Linked DNA regions of Gossypium hirsutum: region 1 is linked to region 2. Evidence: chromatin contacts called from public Hi-C data. All regions are on one chromosome and are shown on one strand. Each heading gives the region's core, a stretch centred on a gene start, on an enhancer-like site or on the middle of the called end of the contact. The rest is flanking DNA. Distances are from core to core; before and after follow the strand shown. Region 1 has its middle 48 kb from the start of LOC107948112. Region 2 has its middle 63 kb from the start of LOC121227134.

Region 1 (6,903 bases), core at 3,975-6,474, 64 kb before region 2:
GTTGCTAGAAATTCTCCTTATCTTTCAGGGAGGCGTAGGATTCATAAACTACTACGTTAACCGCCAGTTAAGTCGAGGTTGCGCAAAATTTGTTCCAATGATGGAACTGTACCAACTCTCATATTTCATGGTAAACAGTCATGATAGGATCGAACACACTTTCTTGTATAAATGATTGTCCACTCATTTGTTGAAAAAAAAGTTTGACTTTCGTATTATGGAAACGATTGGCATCAAGATTACTCAGTGCTTGAGTGGATCGTTGTTGTTTTTGTGGTCGTATTGCCTATGATAACTTTCTAGCTTTGTCAAGCTTAGTGGTTTAAGCATACGTAATTTATACTAACTATTCCCATTCAAGAAACCCTAAATCCTTCATTAATAACATCCCTATCCACTTGTTAATCTCCCTTAAGCGATTTAGCCACTAATGTTATTCATGATCTCTTTCTCGATTGAATAACTTAGGTGAAGAACACGATCTATTCAGAAGAGAAAATGGAATAAATTTAAAAATATATAAAAATAAATCTTTTTTAAAATATATATAGTCATAAATTTAAATTTTATATTAATATTAAATATATAAAAAATCCCTTACTCGTTCGTCTCTCCCCTGACCACTATTTGTCATAGATGTAACAGGAAATCCAATTAATCCCAAGATTATAGATTCATGGTGGGCTTGGATGGGCGCTGTGTTTACCTGCGGTTAGTGTAAAAACAACGGTGGCTGTGAGATTAGATGTTGTAGCGTGAGGCAAAAAGTAAACTAAATGTACCGCATCGCACCCCACCGTCCATCCAAACTACCTTCAATCTGTTGACAAATAGACCGGAGTGCATTGTCAGTGAAACATAAATAATCGTCTTACACCAAAACCACCTCTTCAAGAGACAACAATGAGTTATTTGTTCGAGAACTCGTTCAAAGCTCATACTTTTCAGAATTTCAAGCTAATTAGATCTTACTCTTGATTTCTCTCCCTGTATAGTCTCCTTTATTTGAAGTAGATGCGAAATCAAAGGATATACGTGGGGAACATGAGCAAGTCTCCTTTGCATAGTTACCAATATACTATTAATGTGAAAGTTACTATTGGTGGTGTGGGGAGGGAGAGGGAGATGTATGATGGTGGGGATGGAAGATATTTATTTTATTTAATATTGATATATTATATGTATTTAATATTAATATAAAATTTAAATTTATTATTATTTTTAAAATATTATGTATTTTTTATATTTCTTTAAATTTTTTAGAATTAAGATTAAATTGAGAATTTTTGTAAATTTGGAAGGTTGACTTTTCTTAATTTATAACTAAATCAAAAAAATATGTAAAAGTTGAAGGCTAAATTTGTTATTTTGCCTTTTTTTTAATTGTCACGTTAACTTGTCGTTTGTGATTTTAACGATAGTAACCAAAATGACCAAACTATATAACGTGGGTGCTTAAATTGCAACATTTTTTTTTAATTTTAGGTACTTAAAATAGAATATATTTTTTTACAGTGGGATGAGTACCTGTATAGTTTACTCTTTATTTTATGATATTTAAAAATTGTAAAATGATTAAAACATTGGCTAAAATTTATTTTTTAGAGATTTATTTATATTAATTCTAAAAGTTATCTCATCACCACACATCATTATAATTTCTAATATGTAATCATAAACATATCTAAAATGATGAAATAACTTTTGGTGGTAAAGGTATCATTCTGCCTCTCACCTCGTATTTTTACCGGAATAAACTTAAAACTCTAAAAATAACTTAATATATTTTAATAACATAGTCCAAAAAAAAATTTAAATCCACCATAATTTAATATTCTCTAATTGAATTTACGGATAAATTTCCCAGAAAAATGAGGTACGAAGAATCGAAAAAATTTGTAACATTATAATAAAGATTATCGAATACAATATTAATATTAAAGAAATTAAATATGTATAAACATGCGTCTTTTATTTTATAAACCTTACTTTAGTGTGTATATATTATGTTTATGATATGACTACTTCAAATAAAACTTGGTACAATTTTTAGAATTAATTGGAAATATTTAATAACGAATAAATATAATTGCTTACTAATTTTTTGTTCCTAAGGGCTTATCTATGCCTTTTTGGAGATGATTCAATTAAGCCCAACTGATTAACAACATTAACTTCATAATTTTCCCTGAGCTATGTTAAATAATGCTAACGTTTTGAATAAAGTAAATTTATTTGCACAGACAATGCTAAAACAATCATTTTCTATTAAAAAAAAAGAGTCTTACAACTTCTTCTTTGATGATGATCCCACCTCCATCTTTGAGCAAGAAGAATATCAATATATGTTTTCTATTTTCTCACATTATGTTCCAACTTACCATCCCTCCCTTCTTTTTTTATATTGGTTAGGAGCTTTTTTTAACAAAAAAATGTTGTAACCTTTGACTGAATCTTTATAAATATTAATATAAGAGTATTTTAATCTGTGTATTTTTAAACTATTTTTTCATTTATTTACTAAATAATCTATAAATTTTAGAATTCCATTAAAATTAAAAGTACTTTGTTAATGGAAATCTGTATATATATATGTATTTATTTTATTTTATCCCTAAATAGCAGGGAATAATAATTAAAGAAATCTTTATATTTCAAATATTTTTTACTTCTAAATTGCAATATATTTTCTCTTTGTATGAAACCCCTTTTATGGAACATATAAGGTAAGTTGTGTTTATGGTAAGGTAACTTAAATTTGCATTTTAATAAGTTAAAATAGATTTTTTACAATTGCCATGCGCCAAATTGCAGCCTATAAATCGTGTTACATAAGCTTTATTTCCTTTTTCTTTAACATCGTATCATTATTGTATATGTATGATAGATTAATACACATTATAGTATCAATAGTTGTGTACTTTATTATGTTAATGTATATATATAATTGGTAATACATTAATATTTAATATTATATTAAATTAGGTTTTAGAATGAGTTTTAATTTTTACAAAAAAAATAGTTGATTAAGTCTTAACTCGGTCGGCATCGGTATAGATAAGATACCAATGCAGGAGGACGTGAGTTTGAATACGCTGAAGCGCATTATACTCCTATTTAAGGGTTGAGGAGGGGCTATGGGTAATTTTAGGTATTTTATAAAAAAAACAGATATGATAATAACCTATAATGAGATTAAAGGTTCATTTATTTGAATGTAATATGTTTTCTATAAAACATTTTCATTATTTTACGGTGTTTGTTTAGTGGAAAATGAATTACCAAAAAAAATCATCCTCCAAAAGAGGATAAAATCAAGGCTTTTTTTAAGGAAAATGTCTTACCAAATTTTTTTCCGTAAGATATTTTTCAAATTGATAAGGCTCTGTTCACTGTCTTCACTGTCGAAGAAACAAAAAGGGGAAGCTTTCAAAGCAACAAAAGGAAAACACTCTTCACGGTCGAAGAAAAAAAAATCTTATTCCATAATTCAATCCTAAACCTTGTTTTGTACAGTTTTGCAAGACAGACCCTTTTAAAAAATTTCCAAAATTTATAATTTAGCCCTTACAACTAAAATTGTCAAATTTTCAAAAAATTAGTCCTTGATTTTTGAACAGTTAAACTTTCATATTTTATTTTTCAAAATTTTAAATTCTCAAATAATGTAAATTAGTCCTAAATCACAAGTTTTGAAATCTTTACAATTTAACCTCTATAGTTTCAAACTTTGCTATTTTATGCTCAACTTTCTAAATTTTCATATTTTATAATCATATAATTTAGTTACTACATCAATATTTCATATTTTACTACTCAAACACTTCGAATTCGAAAATTTACAAATTTTACAATTTAATCCTTACTTCAATTTTTATCAAATTGAACCATTTTTTAACTTACTCATCCAAATAATATTTACCACTTCCAACTTAATTAAACATAATTTATATCTATAAACTTATATTCCCTAATGTACAAAATTAACAATTAAGATTAATTAAGTAAATTAATATTAACTAAAACTAAAATATGATTAATTAAAATATAAATAAGTTTTGTGAAATAAACTCAATTAAACAATGAAAAAATAATAAAATCTCAAATGTATGTTTATTTCATTAAAAGTGGCTTTTATGAAATATTTTTAGTAAATCTGCCAAACAACAACAAATATTTTACATAAATTCATCCTAACGCCAGAAAATATTAACTTTTCCAAAAAAGTAATTCATCTCCTAGAAATCATTTTCTGAAAGCCATTTTCTGTAAAACAAACAAAGCCTAATGTTCAAAAAAAACTTTTACAAAAAGTATTTTGGGTATTTAGTTTATTTTTTTTATCTTGGACTTGAGATTTGAGATATAAATTTGTTATTTTTGGGTTTGAATAATAATGGATTTATTATTTAAGTTTGAGCTTAAAATAATGTATTTGAGTTTTGGAATGAATATTTTAAAATTTAGTTGTTAGATTTATAAATTAATAAAAAAAGATAAAAAAATTATTCAATTGTGGATATAGTAATATAATAAACATCTTGCAAATTAATTTTTTTTTCCAAACGCTTATGATATAGTAAATATTATATTAATTTAAATATACAAAATTTATGCATAACATATAATGATATTAATTAGGTTTATAAATTTCATATATATAATCATAAATTATAGTTTAATTATTTTATATAAAGTATTTCTATTAAATATATATTATCTTTTTTTATAAGGTGAGTTTGAATTATGTTATCATCAAAAAAATTAAAATGAATTATTATCTTTAAAATTAAAATATTTATTATTTAAAAGATTTATAATTATTTGAATAGATTAGAGCCTATGTAGTTGGAACCCATTTGAATTAGAATTATTCAAAAAGATCTGAATCTTACAAAATTCAAATTAAAAAAATATATATATAACCTAAAAAAAACTCAAATCTAAACTGATATTAATCCGAGACAACCCAAATCTAAAAACAATCCGAACCGACCAAATTCCGACTCCTAACAAATTAGTTAAACCAAATTTGAGTGAAAGAAGACCAAAGAAAAATTCCGAAAATAAAATGAGCTAAAAAACTGCGTATAAAACTAAAGTAACCACTAAACCGGCTTCTTCGTTCTTCGGTGAGTAGTAAAACCCCAGTCGACGCGCTTCCAATTTCTTCTTCCTCTTCATTCAAAATCCCATCCTCTCATCTAATCAGGTGTCCGGGTTCATATCTTTTCTCCTCAATTATCTAAAAAACTTAAGCATCTTTCTTTTCTTTTCTTTTCTTTTCTTGTAATTACAGGTTAGCATGAATCATGATTATTGTATCTTCTGTATTTTCTTCTTTAATGAAAATTTTATTTAAGCTCAATATTCGCGATCGTTTGACTAGGTTAAAATCCTTAATTAGCAGTCTCTCTCGAAGAAAATGAATGATTTTGGATATACAGTGGAAGTGACTGGCCTGCCTACCAAAGCTACCGAGAAAGATGTCTATGATTTTTTCGCCTTCTCTGGTACCATTGAACACGTTGAACTTGTTAGGTACTTGGAATGTTGGGCCATATTTATTAAATCTTCTTCTAATTTCGATTGCCATAACTTTCTTCTTGTTATTTATTCACTCTTGGAATATTGAATCGTATTTAATTGTGTAGTAATGGTTATCCTTCATAGTTCATCCTTGCTTCTTCTTGACGGTAGTCATCGGGAAATATTTATTTATTCATTTATTGGATGAAAGCAGGTCTGGTGAATATGCAAGTACTGCTTATGTGACATTCAAAAATGCTTATTCTCAGGAGACTGGTCTTGCTTAGTGTGTGTATTCCAAATATTCTTTCAAAAGCTTTGGGTTGTTAATTGTTATTTAGAATGTTTCCATTGTGGCACCTTTCATCTATGCATCTATAAATCTACCTGTTTTATCATGAAATGTGTTTCCGACATCACTTTTCTGGTATAGGTCATCTTAAACTCTGTGTGACTGACGTAGATTAATCAAGTGCTTTCTTTTTACATTTTGAATATTATTGAATTGATTATGTACAAAGTGGATTCTAGAGAATGTATATATGTGCCCTATATGGGAGACGTTTTCATGTATCAATTGAACTTGTAACCGTAGTTTATGAATTTGAAATTAGGTAGCAATTGGAGAATAGGCAACGACAAACCGTTAAAAGAAGTACTCTACTTTGGTTTAATGTAGGAATATTACCTTGAACTCAGAATATATACTTTCATCTTTTTAAGAAATTGCATGTGAGGGTTCATATCAGATTGATACAATCATACAAGTATATGGGTTTTTCTCTGAGGTTATGATCATGATGTTCTTGTTAAAAGTGATGATTATCTTGTTGATGTAAGTTATGTATTTTGACCTCCCTTTCTTCTGTTGTTATGTACAACTTTGGCTGTTTTTGCCCGTGACTGCATAAATAGACTTTTGAGTGAAGTGTTACTCGTTGCTCTGTGTAGTTCCGTTCATTTTCCTTTACTTTTCTGTGTTTAATGGTTTCAGTGTGCTTGCATTTGTATTCAGGATAATATTGAATCTTATTCATGAATTGTGATTCCCACATGATGATATTATAATCTGTTTGTATTTGCTCTTCAAAAATCTTATCATGGTAGGGTGCGACAATTCTTGATCAACGTATATACATATCTCGCTGGGGGCAATATGAGGAGGAGTTTGATTTTTGGAGCCCTTCAAGAAGCCAAGAAGATGAAACAAGCTCAAGAGTATGTGACTTCTTATCTTTTTTGTGCTCCTGAATTTGATCCTTGTGGAAGTTTTGCTTTAGTAAATTTTTTCCATCTTCTTCACTTTTTCCCCCTTTTGTAGCAACCTCCACTAAGAAGCCAATTTGTATCTCATGCTGGAGAAGCTGTTTCATT
Region 2 (6,929 bases), core at 2,719-5,218:
GGTCAGAAATTGAGGGTCGTGCCGCCTATGCACCACCCTCCACCACTTCATTTATACGATTTTCGTAATTTATCTTTGTCCCAACCTATTTTCATTTTTATTTTTTATTTTATATTATTATGGTAAAAAACCCATAACCAGATTAAATTCAAACCCAAATAAGAAAGAATTTATATGAAGCTCACATTTGGTGGGGCATAAACCAAATTAGATATGGACCAAGAACTTATACACGATTTACACAGATTAAAGCTTAGTTTGGATGGGTAGTGTATTTACCTCTAGTTAAGATTAAAACAGTGGTGGCTATGATATTATATACTGTAGCGTGAAAAAGAAGAAGAAGCTAATTACACTGCATTGAAGATAAACGTCTATACAAAGGGACTCTAAAACTCAAGCCTAGGTTTTTAAGCATTGGTATTTTCTTCTCTTATACTTATTATTGACTTTGAAATAATTTTATGCAAATCTAATTTTAAATTGATTATATATACTGACTTTGAAATAAATTTTTATTTTTCCCTTATATTTTAATCAATTTTACATTAAAAATAATTTAATAAATTCATTTCAAAATTAATATATATAACATAATTAAATTTAAATTCAAAATACTAAAGTTAAATATACATTTTCTAAACATCTCAAACATATTTAATTTTATAACATTTTTACGTGTAATTAATTTTTATTATTATTGTAATTAAAAATGGAAAAATGAATAAAATGAATAGAAAATACATGCATATAAAAAAAAAAGGTATAAATACATCCTCAAATTATTACTCTCATTCTAAATTGATCTCAAACTTCAATTTATTTTAATTACATCATCAAATTATCGATATTATATCAATTAGGTCGTTTAGTTATTAAATTTGTTAATTTAACTATTGAATGATACACTAAATCTTATACGACCTAATCTAAAATGAAAATTTTAAGGAAAATAAGAATATTGTTAAACTGGGTGTTGTAAAAATTATGGTTTTGAGATTTTCAAAACTTTTATAGATGTTTTATTGTACGCACTCTCTTTGTTCAGTTTTACTTTATTTTTAGTTTTACTTTTAAAAGTTATGCAATAATGTCTTATTTTTTAAATTCATTAAATTTAGCTACATAATACTTGGTGTGTCATTTACTAATTTTAATAACAAAAGGACCCACTTGATATAAATTTGATAGTTTGAGGATGTAATTAGGTTCTTTTGAAGTTTGGAACTTAGAATGATGGTCATAGTCTAGGATATCTGAGGTAATTAACTCATATAGTTTTATTTAAGAGGTTAAAAAATAATATAAGTCCTTATACATTTCAAAAATTTAGAATTTAGTCATTGCTTTTTTTTTGTTTCTAGGAATTTAATCCCTATACATTTCAAATTTTAAAATTTGGATCCAATTGTTAATAATGTTAATTTTTTTGTTGATGTCACATTCTTAAATAAAAAAAATACTCACTTAGTAGTCATGTAATATAAAAGTAATGTTGAAGTGAATTTGAATTTAATAAAATAAGTTTAACAATGTTAGCAGTTGAACATGAAGTTTGAAATCTAAAAACTAAAAGGACTAAATTCTTAACAATAAAATTATAGGGGCTAAATTTCTAATTTATGAAAAATATAGGGACTTTTGACATATTTTAACCTTAAAAGGTTAAAAGTTAGTATATAAAATTTAGGGTAAAATACAATAATAGTCTCCCAACTATGCACTTTGTTCTATTTTAATCACTCAATTATTAAATTTTTTGATTTAGTTACTTAATATTTTAAAATCAAATATTTTAGTCACTCTCCAGTATATAGTTGTTAGTTGAAGGATGAAAAGATGATGTGGACTTTTTCATTGGCCTAATAACAATTTTAATCTTTTAATATTTTCACATTTTATCAATTTTATCCTAGATTTAAATAATTCAATAAATTCTATAAAAAAAAACAACAACTAGAGCCTCCGTCACTCTTAGCAATACATACCTCCCGACCCTCTCGTCAACCGCCATGCATGATGCAACTCACCGTTCATTTTATTAAGATCATGCTTATATAAATTTCTTGGCTTGCGTTAATTGCTAGGCCTTGCAATCTCAATCCATCAAATTGGAGGCTTTCAGGCAATTTATAACTATTGGAAAGAAAATGTGTAGGGAACAAATGTCATATCTAGATGTTTTAAGGACTTGTACGAGATTCAGAATCTTTGTGAACGTAGAAGCCTGCTTGAGTTTTCATGTTGCTCTGAAGTATCTAAATAATTAACTAAAATTTGGCTTGCGAAGCATTGCTTACTCTGATATCAGCGGAGGAGGTGCCATTATTTTGCTGAAAATAATTTGGACTCTGCAGCCTGCATGTCCATACAAAATATGACGTGTATTGCCAAGAGTAAGATAAGGGGGTAAATTCAGAATTTTTTTTAATAGCATTGAAATTAAATTATAAATTTTTAAAAGGTTAAAATATAATTTTATTATTTATTAAATTTTTATTTTATTATTTTTGAAGGGATTAAATGATTTTTTTTAGTTTTAAAGAATTGAAATATAATTTTACTATATATTAACTTAAATTTTCATTATTTATAAATGGATTACATCGCATGATTTTCAATGTTTGGGGAGGGGTCAAGTCCCCTGTCTTCCCCCCTTCCCCTTAAAATCGCCCCTCTTATTGTTTCTTAATAGAATTTAACTTTTTTAAATTTAGAATCAAATTGATAAAATTTGTAAATATTAAAAGTTAAATTTATTATTAGAATAATAAAAAAATTCCACATCATCTTTGTGTTGATTGGCTAACGATAATTAATGGAAGAGTGACTAAAATATTTAATTTTAAAAGTTAAGTGACCAAAAGTGAACAAAGTGTATATTTGAGTGACTATTATTGTGCTTTATCCTAGAATTTAAAGGGTAAAAGTATCATAGTGGCCTTTGTACTAGGAGTCAATTGCATTTTGCTCCCTCCACTAAAAATAGTAGGCAAATTAGTTTTTGTATGTTAGATTAAAGAGCAAACTAGTCATTCTATTAAAAATTTCATCCAATTCTATTGTTAAAACTTGGCTCCTGTACGCCGGCATGAGGTGTACGTAGCATGCTATGTGTAATTGTTTGGTTATTTCATCAATCACGTCAATTTTTAACAATAAACATTGATGAAATTTTTAACAAAAAAGGACCATTTTACTCTTTAATCTAATATACAGGGATTAATTTATCTATTTTTAAATAAATAGGGCAAAATATAATCTGACTGTTAATACTAGTGCTTTTGTAATACTTTTATCAATTTAAAAAGTATATAGGGTTTTTTTCATATATAAGGAAAGTAACGACTATTTTGAAACCACAATCAAATAAATATTTTTGTAAGTGTTTTTATCCTATACTCAAGGTCACTAAACTATTCGTAAGTTTATATTTTGGTTATTTAACTTTAAAAAGTTACAAAATTATTATTGAATTATAAATTAATACCCATCAATAAGTAAAAGAAATACCTTAAATTCAAGTCGATCTAACGGCTAATGTCAAAAATAGAAAAAAAACTATTTTAATTTTGATTTGTAAATTTGTAATATTTAAAATTATTTAATGAAAAGAATTGAATTATAGAAAAAATGGAAAAAAAAACTTTTGATTAATGTAAGTGATGCACTATACAACGATTTTAATAAAATAATTTATTGACAAATTTTATAATTTTTTTATCAAAATGAAAATTTACTAATAATTTAGTTAGCATGAGTAGTCTAGCATTCATTCTATTATATTTAATTTATAGTAACCTACTACGTAAACTTGACTCCAGCGTCCATCCGGCATTCACTCGTCGTCGGTGTGCTTTTTCCCTTGCTGAAGAAGAAAAGCATCCCTTCAATAAATGACAAAGTCCCTTAAAACCAACGGTCCTGATCACATCCTTTTTCTCCCACTTAATCAACGTCCCTTTCGCTTTTTCCTTTGATGGCAAACTTTGTTTTCACAACCGACACATCACACAAATCAACATGGACCCTGCACCTAAACCTAAATATCATCTTGAAACACATTCATTCCTCAACTTTTAATTTTGATTGATTTTGTATTCATTTTTTTAATGCGAAGGTTTACCTTGAGTTAACACGTGAAGGATAATCAGAGACTGAGCCAAAGAGGTTATGGCGGGAATGAGTGACTCAGTGCCCATCAGGTTCCCCTACAGGAATTTAAACAAGGAATTGGAGGTTGAAATGACCGACGATCCTCATTTCCGGATCGATCTAAATTCCTCTCCGAACTCTCCTTCAGCTTCTTCTTCGTCGCCTTCCTCGAGGGTTCCCAATGGAAACGCTAACTTATCGTCGCCGATCCATGCCGGATCTAAGGATTTTAGCTTTATAACTCTGGTTCTTAGTTGTACGGTCGCCGCCGGGGTTCAGTTTGGTTGGGCTTTACAACTATCGCTATTGACTCCTTACATTCAGGTCTTTCCAATACTCTTTTTTTTTTTCTTTAGTCTTGTAATTTATGTTAGTTTAAGTATTTTAATGAAAAATAGTAAGCTAGTGACCATGAATGTTTTGAAGTTTGAATTTGGTGCAATGTGTTTACATTTAATGACAATTTTTGTGTTATTGGGGGTTTATCTGTACGAAATAGAAAAATAAAATCAGCGAGTGCACTTCTTGTTGGTATTATTGAATTGGTTAGATAGTAGATGCTACAATTCTTTTTTCATTATTGTTTAGTCATTAATTTACTTAGTTTTCATGTACTGCAGAAAGAATTATTGGTGTGGTTATAGGTTACGAAAGAGAGATCATGGCGTTGGGAGGCAGATTTTCTTTTATTATCATTTTCTAGAAATTTTTCTTATAATTTGTAGAAATACTTATCATCTTTAACAATATAAATTAAAACGTACTAGTTAGAGAAAAGAATGTTAGTCATTTTTTGAAGAATAATTTTCATTTAAAATAATTCTCAAAATATTTTGTCAACTTCTTGCTTATGTAATACTCTCTCTTTATTTATTTAAAAGAATGTTATAGTCATTTTTTGAAGAATAATACTCTCTCTTTATTTATTATTATTTTTAGCCTTGGCTGTATTTCTTTTCAACGCTCTGAGCTTCTCTGATTACTGTATATTTTGTTGATTCATGCAGACACTTGGAATAGAGCATGCTTTTTCTTCATTTATTTGGCTTTGTGGTCCGATAACTGGTCTTGTGGTAGGTGATGGGAAACCATATTGCTGTATTTTTCTATATTATTGCCTTCTCTTTATTTTTGAGTCCTAATGGGTGTAACATGATATTTTAATGTGGTTATTTGATAGATCTGCTGTAATAGCTTGTGCTGCATTTTGAACTAACTCCTAAATAGTTGGGGCTACCTTTCATGTAGAAGGTAGAGATGGGGGTACCCTAGAACATTTATTTGTTTGATTGCATAATAGAGAATTTCTTTGCTTATTCAATTTTCCATTCTCTCTCTCTCTCTCTCTCCCCCTCCCCCAAGGTATGTCTGTGCAAATTAGGAAGCAGGTTACCTTTGTGTTTAATGCCTATTTTTTTTAAATGTGTTGGCACATGATAAATGCAAATGACTAGAGTTAAACAAAATCAGAATAAATAATACCTATCTACATTTATGATTTATAGAATTGTTTGCATTTTGATCTTAGGTTCAACCTTGTGTTGGTATTTGGAGTGATAAATGCACTTCCAAATATGGTAGAAGGCGGCCTTTTATCCTTGCTGGAGCGCTCATGATCTCTCTTGCTGTAAGCACCGAAGATGATTGTTTTCCTTTTATGCTATGTTTACGTTTATATATATATATATTCTAAACTAAGGTTTGCAATCTAGGTGATAATAATCGGGTTTTCTGCAGACATTGGATACTTATTAGGTGATACGAAGGAGCACTGCAGGTTTCCACTTTTGCTTTTGATTCATTCTCTTCTCTTATAGCCAACTCTCACTCTCCCCCACCTCTTTTTTCTGCTGCAAGAAAATAAAGAGATTGACAAAATAATGTATGCAATGTAGTACATTTAAAGGTACACGAACAAGAGCGGCTTTTGTCTTTGTTATCGGCTTTTGGATGTTGGATCTTGCTAACAATACAGTGCAGGCAAGCCTTAAATGATAATTAATTCTTCATTTTATGCACATGAGCTAATAGTTGAAGTCTTATATTTTTTCCAGGGACCAGCTCGTGCCCTCTTGGCTGATCTATCAGGTGAGCTCCCTTCTTAAGATAGAAAAAGGAAAAAAAAGAAAACGGTTATGGTCTATACATAATATCGTTGTGATGTTTTAGGTTTGATACCTCCGATTTACTAGGCCGTATAATACCACACACATTTGAATACTGTGCATGACAAGATTCTGGATGCCTATGTTTTAGGTCCTGATCAACACAATTCTTCAAATGCTATATTTTGCTCGTGGATGGCTGTTGGAAACATCTTGGGATTTTCAGCTGGTGCTAGTGGGAGTTGGCATAGGTGACAATCTTTTCATGTGTTTTTGTTGTGATGAAACAAGCAATTATTGACGCAACTTTATTAAGTGAATTTATATGTTGATCTAATTCTTGCAAATTGTCTCAATTCAGATTGTTTCCATTCTTGGAAAGCAGAGCTTGCTGTGAAGCCTGTGCCAATTTGAAAGCAGCATTTCTTGTTGCTGTAGTAAGTAGCATTATCCATTGAAATTTCACACTATTAAGGCTTTCTGGGATGTTAAAACTGAAATTCTTCACTTAAATGTTAACTAAAGTACATTTGATGTGTTAATTTATGGCTTTAATAATGTTACACCACTTTCACATGCTTATTGATTCTTTAGATAAAGGGTTTTAAATACTAGCATGGCATTTTCTGCATGGAGTTCATCTGAAATGCCATTTGCTTTGCATATGTT

The links. Hi-C and Micro-C count contacts between places; a contact is called where the count stands out from the background.
Region 1: a Hi-C map of leaf shows a contact between it and region 2, with 2.1 times the contacts expected there. The contact joins two enhancer-like sites. A contact is called at or near these places in 12 of 34 Hi-C or Micro-C datasets (anther, callus, hypocotyl and 2 more).

Annotation. Positions count from the first base shown.
Region 1 is chrA03:58,639,077-58,645,979 of Gossypium_hirsutum_v2.1, reverse strand. It overlaps the pseudogene LOC107948119. Among protein-coding and RNA genes, the nearest start is that of LOC107948112, 48 kb to the left of the region's middle. Within about 2 kb of position 5,224, at least 6 of the 9 cell types and tissues checked have an H3K27ac peak or open chromatin away from gene starts, as enhancers often do.
Region 2 is chrA03:58,573,935-58,580,863 of Gossypium_hirsutum_v2.1, reverse strand. It overlaps the pseudogene LOC107957332. Among protein-coding and RNA genes, the nearest start is that of LOC121227134, 63 kb to the right of the region's middle. Within about 2 kb of position 3,968, at least 7 of the 9 cell types and tissues checked have an H3K27ac peak or open chromatin away from gene starts, as enhancers often do.